Regions from separate parts of the Mus musculus genome. Here all the other regions are linked to region 1. Evidence: chromatin contacts called from public HiChIP or PLAC-seq and promoter capture Hi-C data. All regions are on one chromosome and are shown on one strand. Each heading gives the region's core, a stretch centred on a gene start, on an enhancer-like site or on the middle of the called end of the contact. The rest is flanking DNA. Distances are from core to core; before and after follow the strand shown. Region 1 holds the start of Echs1 (enoyl Coenzyme A hydratase, short chain, 1, mitochondrial). Region 2 holds the start of Tollip (toll interacting protein). Region 3 holds the start of Ap2a2 (adaptor-related protein complex 2, alpha 2 subunit). Region 4 holds the start of Pidd1 (p53 induced death domain protein 1). Region 5 holds the start of Gatd1 (glutamine amidotransferase like class 1 domain containing 1). Region 6 holds the start of Taldo1 (transaldolase 1). Region 7 holds the start of B230206H07Rik (RIKEN cDNA B230206H07 gene).

The links. Promoter capture Hi-C pulls out the DNA fragments that hold promoters and counts their contacts. HiChIP or PLAC-seq counts read pairs in DNA pulled down with a chosen protein or histone mark. Capture Hi-C pulls out chosen DNA fragments and counts their contacts.
Region 2: a contact with region 1 is called in a promoter capture Hi-C map of adipose tissue, with 3 times the contacts expected there. The contact joins the promoter of Tollip here to the promoter of Echs1 in region 1. A contact is called at or near these places in 3 of 39 promoter capture datasets (the C10 cell line, liver and pre-B cells) and 2 of 9 other capture datasets (adipose tissue and liver).
Region 3: a FOXA1 HiChIP or PLAC-seq map of pancreatic cancer cells shows a contact between it and region 1. The contact joins the promoter of Ap2a2 here to the promoter of Echs1 in region 1. A contact is called at or near these places in 3 of 39 promoter capture datasets (the C10 cell line, embryonic stem cells and pre-B cells), 1 of 115 datasets of contacts at active chromatin or transcription factors (pancreatic cancer cells) and 1 of 9 other capture datasets (adipose tissue).
Region 4: a contact with region 1 is called in a promoter capture Hi-C map of pre-B cells, with 5 times the contacts expected there. The contact joins the promoter of Pidd1 here to the promoter of Echs1 in region 1. A contact is called at or near these places in 2 of 39 promoter capture datasets (cranial neural crest and pre-B cells), 4 of 115 datasets of contacts at active chromatin or transcription factors (embryonic stem cells, extraembryonic endoderm stem cells, large pre-B cells and 1 more) and 1 of 9 other capture datasets (liver).
Region 5: a promoter capture Hi-C map of pre-B cells shows a contact between it and region 1, with 5 times the contacts expected there. The contact joins the promoter of Gatd1 here to the promoter of Echs1 in region 1. A contact is called at or near these places in 6 of 39 promoter capture datasets (the C10 cell line, cranial neural crest, frontonasal cranial neural crest and 3 more) and 1 of 115 datasets of contacts at active chromatin or transcription factors (embryonic stem cells).
Region 6: a promoter capture Hi-C map of pre-B cells shows a contact between it and region 1, with 6 times the contacts expected there. The contact joins the promoter of Taldo1 here to the promoter of Echs1 in region 1. A contact is called at or near these places in 4 of 39 promoter capture datasets (the C10 cell line, hippocampal neurons, liver and 1 more) and 3 of 115 datasets of contacts at active chromatin or transcription factors (T-cell acute lymphoblastic leukemia, embryonic stem cells and pancreatic cancer cells).
Region 7: a contact with region 1 is called in an H3K27ac HiChIP or PLAC-seq map of embryonic stem cells, with 4 times the contacts expected there. The contact joins the promoter of B230206H07Rik here to the promoter of Echs1 in region 1. A contact is called at or near these places in 2 of 39 promoter capture datasets (embryonic stem cells and hippocampal neurons) and 4 of 115 datasets of contacts at active chromatin or transcription factors (T-cell acute lymphoblastic leukemia, embryonic stem cells and pancreatic cancer cells).

What each region holds. Positions count from the first base shown.
Region 1 is chr7:140,115,115-140,117,757 of GRCm38.p6, reverse strand. It overlaps Echs1 (enoyl Coenzyme A hydratase, short chain, 1, mitochondrial), which reads left to right and starts at 1,337. Exons shown (of 8, transcript NM_053119.3): 1 at 1,337-1,451. The coding sequence starts at 1,364. It also overlaps a transcript of Paox not described here.
Region 2 is chr7:141,901,113-141,903,755 of GRCm38.p6, reverse strand. It overlaps Tollip (toll interacting protein), which reads left to right and starts at 1,295. Exons shown (of 6, transcript NM_023764.4): 1 at 1,295-1,480. The coding sequence starts at 1,448.
Region 3 is chr7:141,560,824-141,563,466 of GRCm38.p6, reverse strand. Ap2a2 (adaptor-related protein complex 2, alpha 2 subunit) reads right to left here and starts at 1,287. Exons shown (of 22, transcript NM_007459.3): 1 at 1,041-1,287. The coding sequence starts at 1,107.
Region 4 is chr7:141,442,706-141,445,348 of GRCm38.p6, reverse strand. It overlaps Pidd1 (p53 induced death domain protein 1), which reads left to right and starts at 1,324. Exons shown (of 16, transcript NM_022654.2): 1 at 1,324-1,380; 2 at 1,996-2,381. The coding sequence starts at 2,072.
Region 5 is chr7:141,412,811-141,415,453 of GRCm38.p6, reverse strand. Gatd1 (glutamine amidotransferase like class 1 domain containing 1) reads left to right here and starts at 1,329. Exons shown (of 8, transcript NM_172116.4): 1 at 1,329-1,452. The coding sequence starts at 1,389.
Region 6 is chr7:141,390,811-141,393,453 of GRCm38.p6, reverse strand. Taldo1 (transaldolase 1) reads right to left here and starts at 1,294. Exons shown (of 8, transcript NM_011528.4): 1 at 1,136-1,294. The coding sequence starts at 1,232.
Region 7 is chr7:141,363,777-141,366,419 of GRCm38.p6, reverse strand. B230206H07Rik (RIKEN cDNA B230206H07 gene) reads left to right here and starts at 1,310. Exons shown (of 2, transcript NR_033532.1): 1 at 1,310-1,385.

The sequences.
Region 1 (2,643 bases), core at 88-2,587:
ACCTGGAGCAAAGGTTTGGTGGTGGTCTGTTTCTGTTTATATTCTATCTTAGTCTTGAAATAAAGTTTGCTGACTGTTCTATTCTGGTTTGGATTGTTTTCTTTAAAGTATTGAGAATCCAAACCTACTCCATCTTGGGACCAGCCTCTATCTAAAAGAAAAAAAAAAAAAAAGCCTGAGAACTTGACCTACAGAAGAACCCAGGTTGTACCCACGTACCAGGAAAGACCCCATGGCTTGTCCTTGGCCAGCGTTACTCTGTAGCTACTTCCTAACAACAGTAAAACAAAGACTAGCCTGATTGTTTCAGATGCACTTTCAGACCCTTTGTGACTGAATACAGTCGGCTTACAATAGACCTTCAGTTAGATACTTTCCAAGATGGACACCCCCTCTCTTACCTTCCATTTCTTGTAAAGCCCTGTCCAGATGAGAGTTCAAGGCTTCTCTGCCTTCCCTTCCTGTCCTGCTGTGTCAGGGTTGAGTTGGAGGAGAGGGCCCAAGCCTGAGCCTGTAATAGAGACCCTAATACTATTACATCGAAAAGGCTCCTTGGTGGACTTTTGGGGTTCACAAACTTCCCGGCATAACAGTATCAAGCTTGCTTTTGTCTGGAGATTCTGTCCTTTATCTCTATCCTAGGGTTTGCAGGACCAGGGCAAGAATACAAATGAAGGCCTGATAATACTTGCTAAATATTTTTAAGTTATAATTCAAGATAATTTACGTGAACAAAACATTGGCTTTCTTTTAAATTTATGTGAAATCTTCTCATCTTGTAAAATCACAGCTATTTCTAACCTGGTGTTATGAAGCTAGTCAGTTGTCATGTAAAGAATACCTCTGGAGCAGGGTATAATGGCTCATGCCTTTAATCCAAGCATTTGGAAGGCAGAGGCAAATGGATCTCTGTGAGATTGAGAAACAGCCTGGCCCATAAGGAGGGTTCCAGCCAACCAGGGCTATGAAGTAAGACCCTCACACAAAGCTAAACAAAACCGTCTTGCACTTTACCGCTTTATGCTTTATTACTGTATCTGTGATCGCGTCTTCCCGTAGTTTTTCCCCTGGTCAAGAACGAAAGCATACGGCCATCACAGGGGAAAGGGCACAGCCATGTCTCCCAGTCTGGCTTCGTAAACCGGGCACCCGCCAAGGGCACACCACCAAAGTGATGCAATTAACAGACTACTCCAAGAACCGCAGCCCAGCACCCCACGCTGCCCCACCCCGCCCTCTGTACCAGCCCGCTCAGGTCACGGGTCCACCCCTTAAGCTTCCGTCTTCATCCCGCCTGGGATCTGGGGCGGAGCGATTCTGCAGGCGGGGCGATTCTGTGGGCGGAACACATCGTCTCTCCGCCATGGCGGCCCTGCGTGCTCTGCTGCCCAGAGCCTGTAGCTCACTGTTGTCCTCAGTCCGCTGCCCAGAACTACGGCGCTTCGCCTCGGGTGAGTGCGGACACCGGCGGGGTGCGTCACCCCACCCACGTTGGGTGGTTTCTCCACCCATAACCTCTGGGTGGTCCCTAAACCCCGGCCTGCACGCATCCTCACTTGATCCTGGCCCTTCTCTCCTAACTCTAGATCTTTTGTCTGACCCCCTACTTCCACAAGCATGCACTCCCAACACTTGACTCTGAAGTACCTGGACCCTGGATTCGAGTACGCATCCCCACACTAAACCCAGATTTCCTGCAAGTGACCACTGACTCTAGCTTGGTGATCTTCCTTCTGAGCCTCCAACTCCAGCGCTCGACTGACCCCTTCCCAATTCCTTACCCCGTTCCCCGCTCCTCAGTCTGACCTTAGTCTCACCTTACAAGCCCAGCCAGATCCTAGCACCTCGAAGCCATGTCTAGTGGGAGGGCTCTGGGTGTAATAGCTTCTCAACGCTCGAACTTTTATGAGTGTCAGCTGGGAACATGCATGTTGGTTGTGAAATCCCATGTGTTTAGGTAGCTTTAAGAGAATGTGAAAGTAGGTTAAGTAAGACAGCCTGGGTATTGGGAAAGGTTTGTCCATAGTGCCTCCTGTCTAGTCTCTGCTGTTTCCACAGTCTCTCCTGATCGTGTCCTTCAAGCCACCCAATCAGCGTAGCCCATACCGACACACCCACTTTCCTTCCTAGCCAGCTGAATAGTTCCTCCCTTCCCACTCCTTGGCTCAACTCCTCTACAGACTTCTAGTACTCCACTGTGAATTTTTTTTTAATATTTTTTATTTAGTATTTTCCTCATTTACATTTCCAATGCTATCCCAAAAGTTCCCCATACCCTCCCCACCACTCCCCTACCCACCCACTCCCACTTTTTGGCCCTGGCGTTCCCCTGTACTGGGGCATATAAAGTTTGCAAGTCCAATGGGCCTCTTTCTGTTGATGGCCGACTAGGCCATCTTTTGATACATATGCGGCTAGAGTCAAGAGCTCCGGGGTACTGGTTAGCTCATAATGTTGTTCTACCTATAGGGTTGCACCTTTAGCTCCTTGGGTATTTTCTCTAGCTCCTCCATTGGGGGCCCTGTGATCCATCCAATAGCTGACTGTGAGCATCCACTTCTGTGTTCGCTAGGCCCCGGCATAGTCTCACAAGAGACAGCCATATCTGGGTCCTTTCAGCAAAATCATGCTAGTGTATGCAAT
Region 2 (2,643 bases), core at 46-2,545, 1.8 Mb before region 1:
TGCTCTGACAGACTGTGCCAGGGCTTGAACTGATTTCAGGAACGTACTGAAGCATTTTATGAGATAAAGTTTTTTCTTGGGAACAATTCCCCCTTGGTGTTGTTGGTGGTGGTGTGTGTCTTTTTTAAACTGCTTAGTACTGAAGGATTTGGGATTCATCAGAGGCCATATGTGTGGTCTTAGTCACAAGGGGATCCTATTGTGCTATCCAGATATAATTTTATACAACAGGTTGTCTGCTGCATGTTTAGACACAAGTCACAGGTTTTGTCTATAACCAAGAAGAAAGGATTGAGCAGGGATGTGGACACCAGGAGAGATCAGGGGTCTCTTTAAAACTCTGTCTGCCACAATGGATAGTCTTTTGTGTCTTAGCTTTATCAGCATAGAGATGACAGTTTGGGCAACAGGAGCTAGAGACCGGTGAGAACTGGATATAGATCAGTGTCCAGGAACAGAGCCCAGATGCAGTCCCATGTTATGCCAAGGTAGAGACTGTCACTAGAGTTGGAAGATGTAATCTTAAAGATGAAAGGAACACAAGAGAACATGGTGTGAGTGAGGAAATGTTCTTGGTACTCCTAGACAGTACCAAGTCTATTGCCGCACAAGTAAAAGGGGACCTACAGACTGGTGACCACCATAGGGTAAACTCCTTATAGGAACTACCCTGGTTCTATCTGGCCAAGTATTCTTCTGAAGAGAGTGCTCTGAAAAGGCAAGAGTGGGTGGCCCGGGTTTCCTAGGGACAGATCTTCATCTCTCCATTCATTTAGCAAATCCAAGGCTGGTGGAAGTTTTCCGTCCCACTCTTGTCTCTCCTTCAGCTTGGTTTCTTCTTTTAAAATTTAAATATAAATGTTCTCCCTCCCACAGAATTTTGAGGTAATTCAAGAGCTTGAGGGTAGCTGGTTCTACTGCCATCTGTTTTTTTTTTCGCTCAGGCAGCCAAACCTCAGTTTTCTCCAAGCGGATCACGCACCTGCAAGCGGTGGTATCACAGCTATCTCCAGTTAGGTGACTAGACGCTGTGGCAACTCGACCGAATTGAGATGTGCGTCCCTGTTCTAGGTGTATGCGACTGGGTGAGCAGGCTTCTGCCCGCAGGAGAGTGTTCAGGTTTAGGCATGCGCAAACAGTCTGACAGCCATTTTAACGGGCTGCTGAGCGCCCGAAGGGAGCCACTGCGCAGGCGTGTACGGGAGACCCATTTCCCCCTGAGGTCGGAACACGCGTGCGCGGATTAGCCGGAAGGGGCGGGGCCAGCTATTGCCAAGCTCTGTGCTTTGGGAACGCCGGGGTGGGGCGGGGCGGGGCGACTGTCAGCTGACTGAAGAGCCGATTGCCTCGCGGGACAACGGTCGGCGACGCAGCTTGTGGTGGGAGCGGAAGAGCTCTCCCGGCGGGTCTCTGTGCAGTTGGCGAGGCAGAGGGCCGCCGCAGCACCATGGCGACCACCGTCAGCACGCAGCGCGGGCCGGTGAGTGCTCTGGGCCAGAGCCTGGCTGGGGCAGTGGAGCCTGGGGTCGGACTCCTCAGTCTTTTACGGGGCCCCTCGCGGGTTGCTCTTCCGTCCCGGGGCTTCGCGGGTCCTACCTTCGGGTACCCACCCGGAGCAGCGACTCTCGTCTATCGGACATCTGGGGTGGAGGAAGGCAGAATTTGATGGTTCCCCAGATGCCCACGGGCCCTGAAGCTCCTGGCCTCCTTCATGGAGAGGGATCCTGACTCCCGTGGTCCTCCTGGGTGGAGGCCCTGAATAGGGTTCCTCTACACAGAAGAAACCTTACCCCATTGGTCCCCAGATGGAGTGGGACCCCGACTTCCCTTAGTTCCTCAGATAGAAAGGGCCCTGAACCCCTTACGTTCTCAGATCTATCACCTGCTTGGTCTCCCAGATGGACACAAGCCCTGACTCTTGGTCTCCCAGATTGAGAGTGGTACTGACTACATTAATTTCCCAAACTGAGAGGTGCCTTGGTTCCCCGTCTCTCAGAGGAGTGGAGTCGGACACCTTTGGTCCCCCAAAGGAGAGAGATAACCTGGTCTCCTTGGTTTCAGAAATGGTGAAAGATCCCACTTTGTAGTCTGTCCTTACTTGTGACAGTTTCCTCTTCTCCCTAACATCTATAGAAAATAGGGTACTACCTCTTGAGCTTAGTTAGTGGCTACCTTTTCAAGCCTCAATTTCTTCATTTATAAACGAGGAGAGGGGAGCAGAGAACTTGGAAGACCCAACAGGGTTGTCTCTTCAGGATTGTCTTGGGTTCTATTATACTACCTGTCTCACCTCCCCTAGTGTGTATGGCCTCCCAGTAGCTCCCTGAGACTGGTGTGGGTGGGATGTTGTTAGCCAACTGTGGCTGTGTGGAGTAGAACATTGTTCTGATCAGCACCTCAGTGCCTTTTCCCCTGAAGTTAATATTGAGTGTGCCTGCAAAGCCTGTGGTTTCCCAGAGTTTTTTCACCCTGACAGCTTGGTGTTGATTGTGTGTGTGTGTGTGCGTGTGTGTGTGTGTGTGTGTGTGTGTGTGTGTGTGTGTAACAGGTAACTCCTTGGGATAGATTACTGATTTCCTGACTTTGAAGAAAGCCTCAGGCTTGTTAGATGCTTTTTAGGAGGGCTTTGAAGCCAGATCTCCT
Region 3 (2,643 bases), core at 38-2,537, 1.4 Mb before region 1:
AGCTATTTGCTGGATACCAAGAAAAAAATAAACTGACAGGAAAATGGCTTTTCTTCTCATCAGTAAGGGGGTGTCTGATAACCCTCAGAAGTTTCTGTAAGCCAAAGTCCTGGGCACCCGCCCTGCCTGACCTTTAACCTTCCGACCCATTTCACTTTGAGCAGATTTTTTTTTTCCACCCAGGGGACACTGGCTACAGAACTGCTCAGCGGAGAAGCAGGCGCAGCTTCCAGCATCCACACCCGGCTGCTCCCGGTTCCCTGGGGGAATGAGTCACTTTAATCGCAGTGGGTGAGATCTAATCATCGCCCAACATGCCGCCTGAATCAGGTCCGAGAGACGTATAGTGTCCCTATCCCCGCCCAAAGAGAAATCCACGCTGTTTTGGAAAAGGCTGGGTTAAAGGCTCCATTACTAGAAAGACCAAGATGACATCATGCTGGGGAGGGGCGTCTAGGGCCGGAAACCCCTCGACTGTGCCACAAACCCCACAGACTCCCCACCGCGCCCCGCACTCCCATCGCTACACCTAGATCTCAAGACACCTAAGCCCCGCACCTCAGTCTGAACACCCACAGGCAATCTCCCAACTGTCCAAACCCATACATGCAATCACTCTACCAGGGGTCCGCACCCCAGATCTCTGCCTAACATCTCTGCTCCTACCCCAACCCCACTGCCAGATTTGCACCTCCAGGACCCTGCCCCACTCACCAGCACGAATCTTCACTCTACACCTCATCTTCGGGTCAGGACTTGGGACACCACCACCATCACCCCAGTCTGGTCCCCCCGCAGCAGGCTACCAACTCCCGCCAGATGTGCACCCAGGACGCGCGCTCTGCACCCTAAGCGCCCGCGCGGGACCCCCGCCCCACCGCGCGATCTGCACTCCACAGCCCTCCTTCTCAAGCCTGAGCGGACCCGCGCACCGGCCCACACCCCTCTCCCCGTTCCGGCCGAACCCCCCAGACCCCCGGCCGCACCTGCGGACCCCCGGCCGCGCCCCCGCTCAGGCCCGCCCGGCGTCTGGCACTCACAGTTGCGGATGTCGGAGATGAAGACCGCTAGGCCTCGCATCCCGTCCCCCTTGGATACGGCCGGCATCTTTGCGCCCCGGGAGCGGCCTCGGCGGCGGGCTAGAACAGCACGGGCGCGGCGGTCACGCCGAAGAGCCCTGGAGCGCGGAGCCGCCTAGCCACAGCCGCCTCGGGCCCCCGAGCGCCGCTCGCTGGGCTGCGCGCGCGAGCACGCACGACGCACGCGCTGGCGCGCACGCTGAGCCTCGCGCCCGGCGACGGGCGGTGCAAGAGAGCGTGCGCATTCTCGCGGTGCTGGGGGGCGGGGGGAGGACGAGGAGGATGGGGGCGTGGCGCGGGATAGAGCCGGATTGCTGCTTGGAGAACCGGAGCTGTGCGGAGCGCGCAGGCGCTACACCTCCTGGTATCACCGCCTGGTGAAGGATCCTTCCAATGTATACCGGAGTAGCCCCGATCTCGCTCTCACGGGTGAGCCCGGCTTTACCTAGACAGAGACACTGACACCAGTGCGGGATCAACCCAGTGTCACACAGGGGTGTAGGGGAGGAGCGGGCTGCACTAGCACCTACAGCAGTCAACCTTTGCCTGTGCAAACCGGCCCCAGAGCCCTGGCAGTTGGACTGACCTACCCCAGGCCACCGGCGTGGAACCGGAGTGAGAGGCGTTTACAAGCCTCTAAACTGGGACAAAAGGAAGCGCTACTCCAGGTTCCTACTTCCCTTACAAATGGGGAAACTGAGGCTTGAAGCTAGACTGACCACTCTTGCCGAGGTGACTGTTGTCTGGAGTACAACCTCTCAGCATTCATCCAGGCCCCTTTGCTTATTGCTTCTGCTCCCCTGTTCCCCTCTCTAGCGAGGTGGCCCCATTGGATCCTTCCTATGGACCCATTTTGCAGAAGAGCGGGATTGGCCCACCACTCCAGGAAGTGGAGATCATGGTGGCTCTTCCCTAGCTCTCTTCTGTGAAGAGGAAGCTTCACACCTAAGGTGGTTATCATGATCCAGACCCACTAGGCAGAACTCTCTGTCCCTTGCTTTTATACAGATGTGGTAGAGCCTAGTCCAGAGAATAAGAGGCACGACCCTCCTATAAATCAGGCAGTCCACCAAGGTCCCAGGACTGATGGAAGAAACTGAGAACATAATAAGCCAAATCTCTGGTGAGGCTGCTGAATTTGCCTGACTTTTTAAGAGGTGAAAGAGCCAGCACCAGAAAATAAACTTCCTCCAGCTTGTCTGCACCATCAAAAAGATGCTTCTGGGCCATATAAGGAGTGCTGGACAGGTGGCAATAGGAATCCCATTGCTTATGCCCAGACAGGAATGAGACTGCAGGAGATTCTCAGACTCCTCCATTGTACTGACTCTGAGAGTCACCACAGCCATCCTATAGTTAGTATTTTAAATAATTTCATTATAAATTATTTATTGAAAGGGGTGTGCAATGTGGAACTCAAAGGACACTTTGTGAGAGTCAATTTTTTTCCTTCCACCTTGTGAGTCCCAGGAAGCACCTTTACCCACTGAGCCATGTCTAAAAAATGGTTAATCTTGGTTGTCATATTGGATAGGATCTACTACACTCATCATGAAAACAAACA
Region 4 (2,643 bases), core at 75-2,574, 1.3 Mb before region 1:
CTGGCTGTCCTGGCACTCACTTTGTAGACCAGGCTGGCCTCCAACTCAGAAATTCGCCTGCCTCTGCCTCCCAAGTGCTGGGATTAAAGGTGTGTGCCATCACTGCCCGGCTGTGATTTTTTTTTTTTTAACTGTAAAATAATACCCAAAATAGCTGGAGAGATGGCTCAATGGTGAAGAGCTCATTTGCAGATTAAAGGCAAATACCACCATGCTCATTAATATAAACTTAAGGAATATTCCTAGGATGATTGCTTTTGAGACAGGTCTTGCTGTGCAGCCCGGGGCAGCAGTTCTCCCATCTCAGAAAGGCACTGCACTTGAGGTGAGCACAATTAGACTAAGCCCCTGGGGCTGGTTTTTATAAAGCACCATCTGGCACCTTTATGGAAACAGTGAGAAAGAGGCAGGTGCTAGAATGGAAGCAGAGAGGCCTTGCAGGAAGCTTGCCCATCACTTAGACTGTAGAACAGTCACTTGGTCATTTCCAGTCCACCAGCTCCACTGAGGATTCTGGGTGTTGGCTTCAATATTAATCAACTAAAGGACTTAGGCAAGTTCTTTTTTGGTTTTTCTAGACAGGGTTTCTCTGTATAGCCCTGGTTGTTCTGGAACTCACTTTGTAGACCAGGCTGGCCTCGAACTCCCGAGTGCTGGGATTAAAGAAGTGCCCACCACGCCCAGCAGGCAAGAACTTCTATCTCAAGTTTGTTTGTGTTGAGACCCACCTAAGTCAGGGAGGAAAAGCCAGGCAACTCACTGCCTAGGTAGGGAGTTGGCCCACAGTAATGATCAATGGTTAGCTCCAATAAGCTGGACTTCACTGCAAAGCCTGAGATGGAAGTCCTGGAGACTCTGAGTCTCAACCTTCCTAATGCTTTGACAGTTCCCATGATGTGGTGACCCCAACCATGAAATTATTCCTGCTACTTCATCACTGTAATTTTGCTAGTTATGAATCACAGTGTAAATATCTTTTGGAGATATAAGTTTGTCAAAGGGGTCGCGACCTACAGACTGAGAACTACTTTCCTAGAGCGGTTCCCCCCAGGAAGCCAGCATTCAAGGTTCTAGCTTCTAGCAAGGAGTGTGACAATACTCTGTTAACCCAAAATTCCTGTCTTAGAATGCACTTGAGACCCAGACTATGCAGTGCCACCACAGGTCTGGGGTTGCAGAGATCTGAAAGTGTAAGTTTTCCTGCGGGTCACCGGCTTCCCTTAGTGCGAACAACAGAAAAGGAAGGAGCCATAAGAACCTCGGAGAATTCCTACTGGCTAGCCCGGAGGGGCGGAGCCCGACGGGTGGCCCGCCCGGAAGCGCGCCGGCGGGAAGGCAGCACAGAGCGCGCCTAGACTGGCGGGGAGATCAGCGTGGCAGGTACTCAATGGGAGGCGGGAAGTTTGCTCCAGAGGCGGGACCAAAGCGATTCCTCACCTACCGAGACCCCCTCTGCTTTCCCCATTTGACGGAGGTGTGAATTGGGAATTGTGGCTCAAGAGTGTCTACTAGGGACCGCGATATGGGACCCTAGCACAAGAACCCCAAAGTCCTCTTGGCTCCCCTTCGCACTGTTTACTGACCCTCTCGGGCACAGTGAACGTCTGCAGTGGAAGAAGGTTCTGGGTTCTCCCCATGCATTTGGGTGTGAAGATAGAAAGTGTGTCCTTATTTCCAGAGCCCTGTAGGGATCAGGGATCACTTGGGCAGATTCCAGAATTGAGGTGGAAACCCTCTCCTTGTCCTTGATCTAAGCAGAGTTCTCCAAGCTATGCTGTTCAGAGTCGCCCTGCCTGGTGCCCCTCCCAGGCAGAAGGATCCAGCACAGATGCAAGCCGTAGGGCTGCAGTGACCACTCCACTCACTACCCCTTGTGCCCAGGGTTCTTGGGCTGGTGGTCTCAAGAGCTCCCGGGTTTCCAAGCTGAGTTATTGTTGCTCTGACCTGGAGGGGGAGCTGGTCCCCTACAGCCTACTCCTCCCCCTGCTTCTCCAGCTTCTATCAGCCTTGCCTAAGCAGGCTTGCTTGGCAAGCTGGGACATGTCTGGTCCCCGAGGACCTTCCATGGGTGATGGCTGCAGTGTTGGAGGGGCAGGAGCCGGAGGAAACTGCAGCTGCTGCAGAGGATGCTGCAACATCCACCTTGGAGGCTGTGGATGCCGGGCCTGGAGCACCTTTTCTCCCGGCTGGGAACCAGTTGAACTTGGACCTACGCCCAGGGGGCTGCCATCGGCTACAGTACCTGTGTTCCCAGCAGCCCCCACAGCTGCTGCAAGTGGAGTTTTTGCGGCTCAGCACCCATGAGGACCCTCAGCTGCTGGATGACACCCTAGCCAAGGTTCCGTGGAGTCTGCTGCGCCTTCGCTCCCTGGTCCTCAAAGGTGAGTACCCTTGCTCCTTCCTGACCCTGTCCTCATCTCTGTCCAGCTTTGACTCTACTTCTTGGACACAAAGGCCATCCTTGTCCCAGCCCTAACTCCAAACCTCTCTTCTCCCCGCACATCAGGTGTGAACCCCTACCCCACAACTGTCCCTTGTCCTTAGCCCTATCACCTTCCTCCCCCAAAGTGAGGCTCGCTGGGCTCTGTCTCCTGAGCCTAGAACCCTGAATGTGCCCAGCCGGGTCTCTGTAGATCCCAGTTT
Region 5 (2,643 bases), core at 80-2,579, 1.3 Mb before region 1:
GAATGAAGAATCCAAATATTTTTATCTCCTTCACCTTGTAAGACTTTTATGCAAATGTTTAATCCTTTCCACCTAGTAAAAGCTTTGTTTACCCAAAGGTGTATTTCTCTATACTAGCCTGGAACAGTGATTCTCCTTCAGTCAGGGACTGCTTTCCCCTCCTCCATTTCTTGTATGTTGAGTCTTTCCCGACTAGTTAATAAGATTGTGAGGTCGGACTCCAGTCAGTGGGCAAAAGAAACAGCCACCACCTGAGTTAAAACAAAATCAAATGCTCTTCCTGTCTTGGGGTGCTGTTCACCATTTTCTCCAGCACACTCTTCCTCAAGGGTAAAATTTGCCCTGTCTATACATTTCCCTGGAATGGTAGTCTCTTTACAAAATTATATCTAATACCTGGGCGTTGAATTCAATATAAATACTTTTCTCCACAAGACTCAAGCTTACTGCTGGCTCTGCCACTTCTGGTGCCTTAATGTTACTCTGGAGGCAGCACAAAGGTGGAACTGTGTGAGTATGTGGACACTAGCCAATCTGACCCCTTCAATTTCAGGGTTTCATGTCAATAGATGGGGATTTAATAAGGATGGCTAGTCAAGCTTGTGGCTTGTGAATCTTCAAAAGTCGCCACTCAGACAACACACAATCCTGGGCTCCAGGTTCCTTTTCCTAAGCCCCAGCAGGAGTCCCACAGAAGTAAATCGCTTTAGATACAGGTTGGCCTCCCCAATCTGGTCTTTTCCTCAGGAAACTCAACAGAACCTCCAGAGGCGTCCACAGCTCAGGAAGTGACATTCCATCCTCTATAGGAACATACAAAACTCAACCGACCCAGGTATCTTCTGGATCTTCACAAACCGGCAGAGGAAGACCCGCCCACATACGACCCAACTCTGTGCCCCTCACCCTGTCCGCCCGACCGGTCATCGCTCCCTGACACACTTAGCCAGGCTCAACTTTCGGGCAAAGGCCCAAGGCGTAGTAGCTCTGTGGTAGACTCGGACTCGGAAACATCTACCCGGCCCACTGGGTTTAATTGATGTGCCCTAGGGCCACAAGTCTGTACCGGTGGCTTCCAATCAGGAAACGACCACTCAGGGACCCAGGGCGTATCCTCCCCCGCCTCCGCCTCCAACCCCCGCCCCGCTCCGCCCCGCTCCGCCCCCGCTCAGTCCCCGCCCCTCGCATGCTTGCCACTCAACCACTACCCCATGCGCATGCGCAAACTGCCCCCATCTTCACTCAATTTCCGCGTTGTTTCTCCCACCCCACCTTGCACCCTGCCGGCGAGCCCCGCCCTTCGTGCCTCACGCATGCGCATTCCGCTCTCTGCAGGCGAGCCCCGCCCCGCCCCATCCCTCGCACAAATATCCGCCTGGGCTGTAGCCATGGCGTCCGAGCGGCTGCCAAGCAGGCCTGCGTGTCTCCTGGTGGCCAGCGGCGCTTCCGAAGGTGAGGCGCGCAGGGCAGCTGTGTAGCTCACTGGCCTGCAGTCCTGACTCTGGGCAAACGTTTGTGTTTGTGGAGTTGAGATTCTGGGACCCTGCATCTGTTTCTCTGGCGCAGGCCTACTATGTTGTCTGCGCTGGCAGACAGGGACGGTCAGCGGCTGCAGAGATGACCCTGCCCCCGAGTGAGCCGCAGGGGCTTGGTACTCTCTCTGCCCGTGTTTTCTGCCTCTCTGTTACCCCCTATCTTGGGTTTATCTTCGTGCACCTCCAGGAAGCGATCCTGAAAGAGGTTGCTCGAAAGAGCTGCATAAAAGGGACCCTCACGCAGAAGGGGTCTGTTGGCTTCATGTTCCAACTGCCCGGTGTGTGTCAGGGGCGCTGGGCAGATGATTACTTCACGGGTCCTTAGGGAACCGACTGGCCCGAGATAGTCTCTGTGGGGAGGTGGAGCCCAGGGCTGCGGCCCGGGGTTTCCCTCTGGATTCCTATAGACCTCTGCAAGTGGGTGTGAGCGCGAGGGTACGTCGGGATCTTGGACTGATGAATTTCTGGGTTCCACACTGAAGCGTCCCAGGTGAGGGTGGGAGGGGCCTGAGGGTGCTGCTCCTCCCTGGAATAGAGGTAAAAGAGAATCTACAGCAGCTCCTAGGTAGGCCTTCCTTGAGAGTCGGAAAGTGAGGGATTGAGAAGCTAAAAATTATCTTTAATCCCAGCACTCAGGAGGCAGAGGCAGATGGATCTCCAGGAGTTTGAGCCCGTCTGGAACTTATATAGCAAGTTCCAGGCTAGCAGGAGTACACAGTGAGGTCTGACTCAAAATATTAACCAAAACAAAATCCACAAGCCAAAAGCCTAGTGTCAGAGTTGGAGGCAGGAGGATAGAGAGGGCAATGGCTACATGAGATGCTGTCTTTAAAAAAATGCTAGGGGGCTGGTGAGAAGGCTCAGCGGATAAGAACACTGACTGCTCTTCCGAAGGTCCTGAGTTCAAATCCCAACAACCTCACAACCATCCTTAACAAGATCTGACTCCCTCTTCTGGAGTGTCTTAAGACCCACAGGGTGTCTTAAGACCAGGATGGGAGAGAGCAACCATTTGGTCTGAAGACAGCTACAATGTACTTATTTATAATAACAAATAAACCTTTGGACTGGAGTGAGCAGAGGTCCTAAATTCAATTCTCAACAACCA
Region 6 (2,643 bases), core at 45-2,544, 1.3 Mb before region 1:
TCTTTGGCTCTTTGTTGTTGTTTGAGACAGGCTCTTACTATGTAGCTCAGGCTAGCCTGGAACCATGTAGCCCAGGCTGGCCTCCAACTCATAAAGATGTGCCTGCCTCTGCCTCCCAAATGCAGGTGTGAGCTACCATGCCTGTCTCTTGCTCTCTTCACAAACATTAGCCGGTAAACTCTGCACTACACACACAGTGGAAAAACCTTAGGACTCCCAGATGGATTTCTGGAAGCTGACGAACACAGCTTGTGTCAGACGGGTTTGCTATTAGACCCACATCAAGTCTGTCCTTTATAGCTAAGCAGCCCAAATATGCCTAATCACTCTCTGCGACTCTCTGAGAGATAAACAATGCACTTACTCATGAGGAATTAAAGCCTGTTTCTCAAGTCACCGTGAGAAAGCAGAAAAGAGCAGAAGTGCTTTTGTACTGAGCTCACACGGAGCATTTCCTGAAAGTCTTTCTCACAGCACATGTGAGATCACCTCCACCACCCTCCAAGGATGAGAGCAAGACTAACAGCACAAGTCTTTCCACCTGTTTTCCGCGTCCCTACCAAGTCCAGGAAAATCTGAGTACTGGAGCTGCGCATGGTGGCACTGCCTGATCCAGCACTAAGGCTAAGATAGAAGGATTACCAGGAGTTCCAGAACAGCCTGTGGCTACACTGTGAGACCCAGTCTCAAAAGAGAAGGAAGTATGACAATGATAACCATTTGATTTAGTGTGTGCAACTGGTCTGACTCCAGCCATGCTGTGTACTGCCCATAGAGAGTAACCAGCTGCATGTGGAAAACCAGTGCAACAGGCTGCAAAAAGCAGATGGTGTCCAGTCTTGCAGACTGCACTGGCTCCAAAGTTGAGCCTGTGTCATCGTAGGGAATTGGGAGTAGGGGTGGGGGCACCCCGGGTCAGGGAGACTTTCTCGGACTACCTCTACCCACCGAGGCTTCGCGCCGGGCTCCCAGGGTCACCAATAGCCCAGGAGCTATTGATCCTTGAAGGTTCCGCAAACTCACCAATCCCAGCTCCAGCGCCCGCGAGGCCCCGCCCCTGACACCCACACCGGTGCTGGTTCCAAAATTGGGGGCGCAGCAGCTTAAATAGGGCGCATGCACCGCGTCCTCTTACCATTGAAATCACCCGTGTCGGCCACCACGGTGGTGAACTGCTTGAGCTGGTCCAAGGCGGACTCCATCCTCTGGCGCTTTACCGGGGACCCCGACATGGCGAAACGCGAACAGCTGAGGCGGTAGCCGGTGCGTGCTAACCCACAATGCCCCGCGCGTCCTGGCCAATCAAAGCAAAGCTAAATGAAGCCTGACGACGAGCCCCGCCCATGTACTTGGAGACCTTGCCATAGACCACGCCCCGTGTCACGGTCGGAGTTCTCTTCCCCAGTAGCGAGTGGTTAGTTTCTACCAGTCCAAGGAGAGTGGATTCTTTGTACCCCTCTAGAGCTCGGATGCGTAGAATGAACAGACAACGGATTCTACTGAGACGCGCGCTCAGTAAGCCTCAGACCCCACGGACTACGGATGGATGGGTGGCAGCGCTCTCGCTCCACACCCATGCTAATCCTTGAGCGGGTCCTTGCCTCCAACTGTGCATTCCCTACAGGGGCTTCAGAAGTGCACCCTTTCTCCAGCTGTGGGACTCCCCTACTCCCAGTTTAGGGACTGGGAGCTGCGCCCTCTCTGCTGATCGCGATAAGTCAAGCTCGGTGCAGCCCCTGCTTACAGGCAGACAAGCTAAAGCACAGTCTGAGAATCAATACAGGTGTATGGCCCCATGGGCGACTTCTGGCAAAGCCACCAGTTTCCGCTTCCCAGATGGAGTGGTTCTGGTGTTGCCTTAAGCTGCTGGGTGATCCTTCCCTTGCCCATGATTTTGCATCTCCCCTGGCTGGAAGTCTGTCTGGAATAAGCAGCAGTTTGAGAAAGTTGAGATGGGGAATTGAATCTTCAGTCATGAATAAAAATAGTAAGGGCAGTTTCTTTTACAGTGTTCCCATTATTGATTTGCAGTTCTTTGAATATGCTGGCTCAAGCTATTACACATATATGTGTATGCCGGATATTTTCTGTTAATATTTTGTTTACCACTCGTCTTAGTTTGCTTTCTATTGCTGTGATAAACACCACCACCCAAAGCAACTAGGCGAGGTTGATTGTACCTTACCCTCCCAAGTAACAATCTATCACTCAAGGACTGCAAGAAAGGCGCCTGGAGAAAACTTCTCACCGGCTTGCCTCCCTTGGTTTGCACAGCCTCCTTTCTTTACAGCCCTGAACTTCCAGGACCACCTGCTCAGGGATGGCACCACTCACCGTGGTGCTATGGGCTTTCCCTTATCAATCATTAATCTTAAAATTAATTTTTTCTTAAAAACGGAGCCAGGCAAGGTGGTACAGACCTTTAATCCCAGCATTCTGGAGGCAGTGGCAGGTGGATTCAAGGCCAGCCTGGTTTACATAGGGAGCTCCAGACTCGCCAAAGGGAAAAAGCCTTGCCGACTGACTTGCTAATCTTGAGGACAGAGGCATTCTCTCATTCGAAGTTCCCTCCTCCTGCAAAATCCGAGCTGTGTCAAGTTGACAAAAAAAAGTAACCAACACACTTTTTTTTTTTTTTTTTTT
Region 7 (2,643 bases), core at 61-2,560, 1.2 Mb before region 1:
ACACACCACTGTTGCACTCAAAGCAGGAAGATGAGGTTTCAAATGCCTTATTTGGGAAGTTACAGAAAGATTTTTGTATATTATATTATTTAATTTTAAGGCAGTTGTGAGCTGCCGCAAGGGTGCTGGAAACTGAACCCGGCTTCTTTAGAGGAGAGACCAGTTCTCTTAACCACTGAACCATCTCTCTGACCCCTCAGAAAGTTCTTGCTCAGGACCTGTAGGTGGAAAGCCTAGCAGGGCTCTCTGAGTTTTGAAACTCACCTTAGGGATGCTGAGTCCTAACCAAGTATCCAAAGATCCTCCTTGAACTCGACCCCGTGCTTCTCCCTGTTCCCCTGCTACTCGCCTGTACCTCAAACCCTGAAGAAAGTTCTTAAGCAGCTGTGCCCCTAATACCATCCACAGTGAGGTGTGCACTTAAGACCACTCAGTGTGCAATGTGTCTCTTGACAGCACTTTGGGGAGTGGTGATCAACAAAAGAAGTTTTGGTTGTTCTTTGGGGCAGGGTAGCACTATAAGCCTGCTCTGGCCTCAAACTCATGGTAATCCTCCTGCTTCAGCATTCCAAACGATAACATGACAGGCACGAATCACCATGCCTGGCAAGCGACTCTTAGGCTTTGTATGCTCAGAGCTGTATAGCTTGGCCATCACTCCTCTCTGCTCCATGCCCCATAGCAGCACACACACATTGTCTCTTTGAACTCAAATTCACGTCTTCTTGTTTGAGCACAAGTTATTTGGCTACAGATCTTCTCCATGCTTTCTCTCTGACACTTGACAGTTTTGCCTGTCATGTTGCATTCAATACTCCCAGGGGAACATTCAGGGCCAGGGTAGATCCTTTCTGCTTCTCCACACAAAAAGCATTTTCTCGGCATTCACCCATGTCCAGGGTCCCTTCATGGGATTTGCACAGAGATTTAGCCACTTTGGCTAAGCATCACTGTCCCCAGGTTAAGTGTGCATCTTGTGCTGGGTCACCCAGGTAGAAGGGACATCTCAGCTTCTCTGTCATTCCTCCAATTACCTTGAGAAGTCAACTATTTTATATCTTTTTCTAAGAAAGACGGGAAAGCCTCTTCTGAGTGGTATAGGAAGCCCTGTGTTTGAATGGCCTGCTGTGGGTGGTCAGGAGGTTGGCAGATCACAAAGACATGCTTGTCCCCAGACAGAGATGGGCCTTGTTCATGGAAATATTTGTTGGTGGTGGAGCTAGGCACAGAGCAGTAGTCACAGCAGTCCCACACACGAAGAGCTTATTGGCTAAGTAGCTTAGAAACCAACTCTAGGTTTGGGGGTTTTAAGTTCATTCTTCGTTCTTGTCCAGGGCAAATCTACCCAACCTATGGACAGACCCTCTTCAGCTGGGTTCCCACAGGTAGGGCAAACCTTTCCCATTCCTGCTGACTTGCTGGGTAGGGATCAGGGAGAGTTGTATTATAATTAGGAAAGTTGCACTTGAACCCCAGCCTAGGTGACCTGGGTTCTTTGTGTCTCATTCTTTAGTCTAGACCAGAGTGAGGTCACCCAATGCTAGAGATAGTGCTTGCTGCATGGTTCTTGTTTGTTATCTCTCATTTGCAGGCCCCGGATAGTGACATCCAAAGAGGGAAGAGTAAGTAGTTAGGGAAGGTCCCAAGCTAACTCGCCCTGGGGCTGTAACACTTCCATCTCTTCACTAGGTGCCTGTGATGGGTGGTCCTCTGCTATTCTCTTTGAAAGGTTCTGAGGGTTCAGGACTTAGCTCTGTTGGCAGAATGTTTCCCCTCTATCCCCAGCAACACATTAAACTGGGTGCCTGCCTAGAAGCCTTCGAGGCCATCCATCAGCCACATCAAAAGTATGAGGCGTGTGCTATGTGAGATTGTGCCTCACAGAATTAATAAGGAAAGCTGTCTCAGCCTTTAGGGATGGTTATTGCTGCAGAGGACCAGGGTTGGGGTTCCAGGACCCACAACTATCTATAACTCCAGTTCCAGAGAATCTGTCTGGCCTTTGTGGGCACGGCACACATGTGGTGTATATGGTGTACATACATGTAGGACATGTACAGGCAAACATTCATACACATAAAGTAAAAGCAAGAAAATCTAAAAAATATTTAAAAGTAAAGATTTTTGACAGTTTTTTTCTTGTTTGTTTGTTTGTTTGTTTGTTTGTTTTTGTTTTTTTTAACTCTGTAACCCTGGCTGGACTGGAACTTGCTGTGTCGACCTACTTCTAATTCACATAGATCTCCCTCCTGCCTCTGCTTTCTGCTTTCTGTAATTAAATGTGTATGTTACCACACCCAGCTCTCTACTTTTTAAAAAGGACCTAGAGGTGGTAGAAGGCCCTTGAGAGAAGAAGGGACAACTTCCAAGAACTCAGAGGCCTGAGCCAGTTGTTCAGCTGGGGCCCCAAGCACATGGGAGTGAGGAGTCCAGAGCTCCTGGGCAGGGGAGGCTGCTTGGTCTGGAGCCGCCTCAGCTCTGTGGAAGCCACAGTAAGTGTAGGCAGATGGGGAAGGGCTAGGAGGGTTAGATGAAGCAGATACAGGTTCTGGAGACTCCCTAAGGGTGGCGCCAACCATCTTGGAGAGAAGACTGCTGGAAAGACTGGGTCCTGTAGGGCTTGTCTGAGCTGAGGGGCTGGAG